Regions from separate parts of the Mus musculus genome. Here region 1 is linked to region 2. Evidence: chromatin contacts called from public HiChIP or PLAC-seq data. All regions are on one chromosome and are shown on one strand. The core of a region is the stretch at or near the end of the contact, and the rest is flanking DNA. Distances in the headings are between cores, read along the strand shown. Region 1 holds the start of Pus1 (pseudouridine synthase 1). Region 2 has its middle 20 kb from the start of A630023P12Rik.

Evidence for each region. HiChIP or PLAC-seq counts read pairs in DNA pulled down with a chosen protein or histone mark.
Region 1: a contact with region 2 is called in an H3K27ac HiChIP or PLAC-seq map of the NIH/3T3 cell line, with 6 times the contacts expected there. The contact joins the promoter of Pus1 here to the enhancer-like site in region 2. A contact is called at or near these places in 6 of 39 promoter capture datasets (the 3T3-L1 cell line, 3T3-L1-derived adipocytes, the C10 cell line and 2 more), 3 of 15 datasets of contacts at CTCF or cohesin (the NIH/3T3 cell line and pro-B cells), 25 of 484 Hi-C or Micro-C datasets (3T3-L1-derived adipocytes, the AML12 cell line, the C2C12 cell line and 18 more), 8 of 115 datasets of contacts at active chromatin or transcription factors (the NIH/3T3 cell line, cardiomyocytes, embryonic basal ganglia and 3 more) and 1 of 9 other capture datasets (pancreatic islet).

What each region holds. Positions count from the first base shown.
Region 1 is chr5:110,778,675-110,781,885 of GRCm38.p6, reverse strand. It overlaps Pus1 (pseudouridine synthase 1), which reads left to right and starts at 1,290. Exons shown (of 6, transcript NM_019700.4): 1 at 1,290-1,646; 2 at 1,989-2,199. The coding sequence starts at 1,567. It overlaps Gm26515 (a long non-coding RNA gene), which reads right to left and starts at 1,993. Exons shown (of 2, transcript XR_389515.4): 1 at 1,731-1,993; 2 at 822-1,380. Gm15559 (predicted gene 15559) reads right to left here. Exons shown (of 2, transcript NR_152254.1): 2 at 2,626-3,211.
Region 2 is chr5:110,493,149-110,496,266 of GRCm38.p6, reverse strand. No RefSeq gene overlaps it. Among named protein-coding and RNA genes, the nearest start is that of A630023P12Rik, 20 kb to the left of the region's middle. Within about 2 kb of position 1,691, at least 53 of the 459 cell types and tissues checked have an H3K27ac peak or open chromatin away from gene starts, as enhancers often do. A contact at or near this core is called in 3T3-L1-derived adipocytes, the C3H10T1/2 cell line, the NIH/3T3 cell line and 3 more, where this site is marked.

The DNA.
Region 1 (3,211 bases), core at 41-2,540, 290 kb before region 2:
AGTGGGATCCCAATTGAATAGGGATCACAGCCAAGACCCATAAGGCTACTGATTCCTGGTTTTGTTTCTACTACTTTCTGTTACCAGACATCCCTGTGGTTTCCCTAACTGTAGACTCCAGAAGTGTCAATGCTGGCCCCTATTACTCTACCTATAGGAAGGAGCAGGTTCTGAGCTAGGTTGGCCACACTGTGGCACACTGCTGCCCCTGGGCCTTTGCACTGGTCCCTAGTCCCCTTGGATTATGTTTTTCCCCCTGCATACACATGAGGCTCCCTATCCCATTTCAAGCTGTGGTCACCTCAAGTCATGGTCCTCAGAAGTGTCCAGCCCAGTTCCCCAAGTCTCCGTGTGTGGCTTTAAACCTAATGAAGCCAAGAGTCTGAGCAGGGGAGTATCCCGGGTCAGCCAGATGGGTGTAGGAAGGACGAGCGGCTGCAAGGATGGAAGCAGGGATTGGCAAAACTCCTCATCTCTGGAAGAGTGACAAAGGTACATACATTCTCAAAGGTGAGAATGCTCAGGGTGAATCAGACAGCCTGAAAATGGGGGGAATGAAGTCACAGAGAAGGAACTGGGGCTTAGGTGCCCATGGCTGCATGTCCAGGTTTCATGTTGTTTGTGCATCACTCTTTGGCAAAATTAGAAAAATAAGAGTAACGTGTGAAGTCAGATGTGGTGACTCACATTTGTAATCCCAGCTCTTGGGAGGCTGAGGCTGGAGGGTTGCCAAAAGTTGGAGGACAGGAGCTGTGTATGGTGGTACACACCTTTAATCCCAGCATCTGGGAGGATATATACGAGAGAGATTTCCAGGCGGGTCAGGGCTACATAATGAGAAGGTTTTATGTCATTAAACACAACAGCGTCCGGAAATTGGAGCAGCTTCTGGAAATAACAAATGCTGGGAAACTTGATGGTCCACACACCACAAAGCCAGTGGTGTAACTGCGAGAGCATCTGTGACCTCCCAATGCCAGGGTTGGTGCCATGGGCCAGGCAAGGGCCTGCTCAGTAGCACTGAGTCGGTGCTGGGACTATCTATGCATCTGCAGTTATTACCTGCTGAGTGGCTCCCTGGTGCATTCCTAACCTGCACATTTTAATGAGGTTGTTTCACTTTTCAAGCCACGCCGACGTAGAGCCTTTCCCCTCTCTGGAAAACGGCATCTAGACTGGCTTGGATCCTGGTGGGAAGCCCCACCCACTGGGTCCACCCCGCTAGGCGCGTCCCAGAAAGACTTTTGTCCGCCTTCGGCCGCCTTCCAACGTTGCCCGCTTCCGCCTTCGTGCACGTGGTCAGCTTCGGGGGTTCCGCGGCGCCGTGAGTGGGTCCGGCGGGACTTTCCTCCCTCCTCGAGCGCGCCGGCTGCGCGATCTCTAAGGACGGGGTGGTGGTGTTGGATGGGGGTGGGCAGGGGCTGCGGGGGTCACAGGTCAGCCTAGGATCTGGGGCGCCGCAGGGTCAGAGCCAAGACATCTGGAAGACAGGGCAGGGATTTCGGGGCTGCAGAGTTCGGAGGGGATCGCTGAGGTCCGGGGTCGGTGCCCGCCACCCCGCAGCGCATGGGCTTCCCCCGCCTGTGGGCCGCACTGCTGAGAAACTGGGGACGGTGGACGGCGCGCCCAGGCCCGCGCGTGCCCGGGTAAAGACTTCCGCGACCTCTGTACTGAGACCTCTGTACTGAGAACCCAAGACTGTCCTGAGCTGTCTGCCTCTCCTTGCTTACCTGTGTCTTGTTTCCATCGCTGCCTTGTACTGCCCCGCCAGAGCACTGCCTCCCTGTGTGTCCAGTTCAAACTCCGCCCGAGTTGCCGCTGTTGTCCAACCTCAGTCACTCTTGTCATTGATGAACCAGGCTGGTTGGTTTGTCTTTGGGCAAGGTCTTTCAGAGACCGCTGAGGCAGGCAGAGCAGGGTTCTGTTTTTTTTTTTTTTTTTTTTAAACCGCTTTTACCACCTTGGTCACTCATGCCTGTTTTTCTCAGCCTGCCGCCTATGGCTGGAAACAAGGTGCCACCAGCGCTGGCCTCACACCAACCGGACAGGAAGGGCCGAGGTGGCTGGGTCTGGGAGGAGACGGAGCATCCTGCAAAGAGGGTCAAGGGCGGCGAGGATGAAGAGCCCCCACGCAAGCTGCCAAAGCGAAAAATTGTGCTGCTCATGGCCTACTCGGGCAAGGGCTACCACGGCATGCAGGTGAGGAGGGCTGCGGCTAGAAGCCCCTACCTGAGGCAGCCCTTGGTTCCCTGATGCTACTCAGAGCCAGGCCCATCCCAGGAAACAGTAAAAAAAAAAACAAAAACAAGCAAAACAAAAACCAAAAATCCACAGAATCCTCCGTAAGAGGTTTGGGTGGTTTTCTTCCACTATGGGAGCTGATTCACATGTGACCTTGGGAGCAGTGAGTCTTCATTGTTAGGGTGCTGCCTGCACAGTACCTGGGGAACTGTGTGACATGGGCAGATTTACTGAATGTGGGGACCAGATTGCTGCCAGGTGCTACCTGTTCAGCATCCTGAGGGGCCAGGGGCAAGCTAGGTTCTCTCTCTTATGAAAGCATCCTTCCCACCCCCAGTGTGGGTAGAATCTTGTTCATTCTTGTCACCTCTGCTGTTGACATTTCCTTTTAAAAAAAAAATTGGATATTTTATTTACATTTCAAATGTTATCCCCTTTCCCTGTTTTCCCCACTCCCGGAAACCCCTATCCCATCCCCCCTGCTTCTATGAGGGTGTTCCTCCACCCATCCCACTCCCACCTCCCTGCCCTCGATTCCCCTACACTGGACTGGAGCATCTATCTAGCCTTCATAGGACCGAGGACCTTTCTTCTCATTAATGTCTGACAAGGCCACCCTCTGCTACATATGCAGCTGGAGACATGTGTACTCCTTGGTTGATGGCTTAGTCCCTGGGAGCTCCAGGAGGTCTGGTTGGCTAATATTGTTCTTCCTATGGGGTTGCAAACCCCTTCAACTCCATTGTTTGAATTTGTAATTTTCTCTAAGACAAATTTGAACCTTTTAATTTCTTCGGTGTATATGGGTGGTTTGCCTGCCTGCTTGTCTGTGTGCTGTGTGCACGTTCTGCTCACAGGCCAGGAGAGGGTGTACCATCCCCTGGGGCTGGAGTGACAGGCATTTGTGAGCTGCCATCTGGGTGCTGAGAATCAAGTCCAGTCCTCTAGAAGAGCTGCCAGTGCTCTTAAC
Region 2 (3,118 bases), core at 442-2,941:
TTTTCCATAGACAGCACAAGACAACCTAGCTTGAGAAAACACAGATTGGGTTTGGTGAGAAGGTTCACCTTCATAAAGAAGTTAGCATTCTGCCAGGGTACACAGAGAAAGCCAAGCCTTGGTATTGAAATGCCCACTGTTACCCACTGTGGCTGATACTCCTGCTTAATGCCTTTCTAATGGTTGTACCCTTTCCCCTCCTCCAGACAGTACCCACCTTCTATGGATGGTTTATACAACAGGATTGAGCTCACAGGCTGAGTCCTGAGCTGCTGAGGGAGACTGAAAATCTTTAGAGTTCCTTGACTTATAGAAGCATTCCCCCCAAATGTGCCTCCTGCTTAAATGGCTTCTTTGTGTCTGGATTGGTGCAAATGTCCATAGTTGGCTTAGAACATGCTACTTCACCCTAAATTCCATCTGCAATGACCTGTACCCCTCTGCCACATTCTGAAGTAGAGGGTGGGACTTCACATGTCCTCTAAGCCCCTAACAGAGGTGGCACGCCTACAATGACTGAGTTGGAATTACTCACAGAGTCTGGGTAAGAAACTCAACATTCCCTGGGGCCAGGGTTAGGATCAAGCCTCAAAAGCAAGGATAGCTGGGCATGATGGCGCACACCTTTAATCCCAGCACTCGGGAGGCAGAGGCAGGCAGATTTCTGAGTTCAAGGCCAGCCTGGTCTACAAAGTGAGTTCCAGGACAGCCAGGGCTATACAGAGAAACCCTGTCTCGAAAAACAAAAAAAATAAAAAAGCAAGGTTAGCCTGATGATGAGCCTACTGGGAACTCCAAGGTTGGGCAGAGACCTCTGCATCAGGGCCTGGCCCTTATACACCAGACACCTGAGGACCTTATTCTATCTAAGTCTTCCTAAGATGCCCATTGCAGCTTCCTGGGAGCCAAGGCCCCTCTAACCAGATGAACCACTATTTCTGGGGCAGGCATGGAGCTTTGTGTCTTTGCAAAGCCCTTGAATGTCTACATCATGTGACAAGGGCTGAAAACCCCCCAAGCACATTCTATGTACACGCACGCACACGCACGTGCTTATGCATACACATAGCCCATCAATTAGCTTCTCAGAACAAAGAAAATCCACTTTGAGATAATTTGCTGCCTAGATGCAGAAACAGTGAGCAGTTTTTAAAGGGCACCTTCTTTTAATTACAAACAGAATTCAAGTGTTGCCCCTGGGCCGCCATCGGCAGTAGTAGCTTAGAGAAGAGATGTGGCCGTAGGCCCCATGGTGCTGGTGACATCTGGGTGCTATTAGGAGCTGAGGCTCCTGGTTCTGCCCAGTATATCTCCTGCCTAGGAATCCAGGCCATGCCGGGCTGTTGGGAAGGGTCTGAGATGTCAGAGTGGTATCAGGTAAGGTCTTCTCTGTCAGTGTGAACTCTGGCGTATCAGCTGCTAAAGTGTAGGCTGCCTTCCCCAGCTGTGTAGACTATTTTTGGTACATTTTAGGCCCTCACCTCTGAACAACAGAAGGACTTCATACACATTAGTCAGGCCTAGGCTTTGGGGGAACTGGAGACCACAACCCTAGGCTGGCTCTGGAACTAGGAAGTCTATGCAGGTTACCAACCTAAGCACATCTTTCTGCCAAACCACAGGAATAATGGGACCCTGAGAGCTATGTAGAGCCTGGACCAATGCCCAGCTATTCTCTCTCAACTCCACTCACCCGTACAAGGAACAAGAACGAGCTGACTGAGAAGGATGAAGAGTGTGTCTGAAACACATGCCCAGACCACACAAAACAGAGGATTCTTCACGTTAATGTAACACATGTATGTGCAAGACCATGATCCTCCCAGATACCCCACTGTTCGTCTGAGCCCTATAGCAGCCCCACTTACTGCAGAAGCTGCTTTCCCGTGTCAGAAATAAGGACCCTGAGGAGTAGAAAGTTATGGTACCATCTGGAGACAACCCAGCTAAAAAGGGAGTCCTAGGATCTGGACCCAGACAGTTCAGGATCAAAAGGGAAGGCAGACAAAGAAAGACAGGCAAACAGAAAGACACCATCAGACAAAGGGAAATAGACAAAGGTAGAGATGAGGAGGCAGAGAGACAGAGAAAGAATAAGAAAGAAGACAAGAGAGAGGAACTTACAAAAAGAGCAGGGACCACATCACAGGCCTAAGCCTGAAGAGGGAGGTATTCTTGTTGTGAGGAGCCCTAGTTGCCCTCTAAGTCAGACTCTGCAAGTCACAGCTGGCCTGCTGCCGGCTTGGAAAGACAGGCCACCCCCTGGCCTAGCTTCTGACCGGTATGAAGGGTGCTGCTGTCACCTTGTGGTCATATCTGGTTCTACATGCCGGGAGCCCACAGGCACTTTTGTTCTCTAACACTGTCCTGAAGTTCTCTAGTGCTTACTACATATAGAAAACCACCATTGGCCCTGCTTCTTGTAGGCTGCAAGGGTTGTTGAGATCCCCGAAGTTGCCAGCTTTTCCAACTGTCTAGGACCTGGCCCAGGGCTCTGTCCATCTTAATTTTGAAGAGAACTGCTCAGGTGTCTTCTACGTGTGTAGAGAAATTGTAATACAGCAACATGGCTACTCTGGCAAGGGGTCACATCCAAAGACTTTCGGGTCTGTAGAAGTTTGAACTTGGTTCTTCCTCCCAGCAACATGCTCCCAGAAATAAGACTCAGATTCAAAATATATTTACAAATACCTTGGCCATATAGCTAGGCTCTTCCCTAACTAGATCACAATTTACTATAATCCATTTACTCAAATCTACATTCTGCCATGTGACTAGTTACCTGTGCTCAGATACCATGTATCTGTCTCATTACATTGGATGAACCCGGGACCTGGCCCTATCCCAGAATTCTTTCTGCCTCCTGGATGTTCCACCTTCTATTCTACCCTTTTCTATAGGCCATAGGTTTTTTTAAATTTTTAATCCATACAATACACAAGATGTTCCCTCTACATAGGTCTGTGTGATCCAGTTGGAACACAGACACACCTTTAATCCCTGGAGATGGAGGCAAGCAGATCTGTGAGTTCAAGGCCAGCCTGGTATACAGAAAGTTTCAGCTAAAGAAAAGCTTAGGTCCAGGTACACACCTTTAATCCCAACACGCAACAGACAA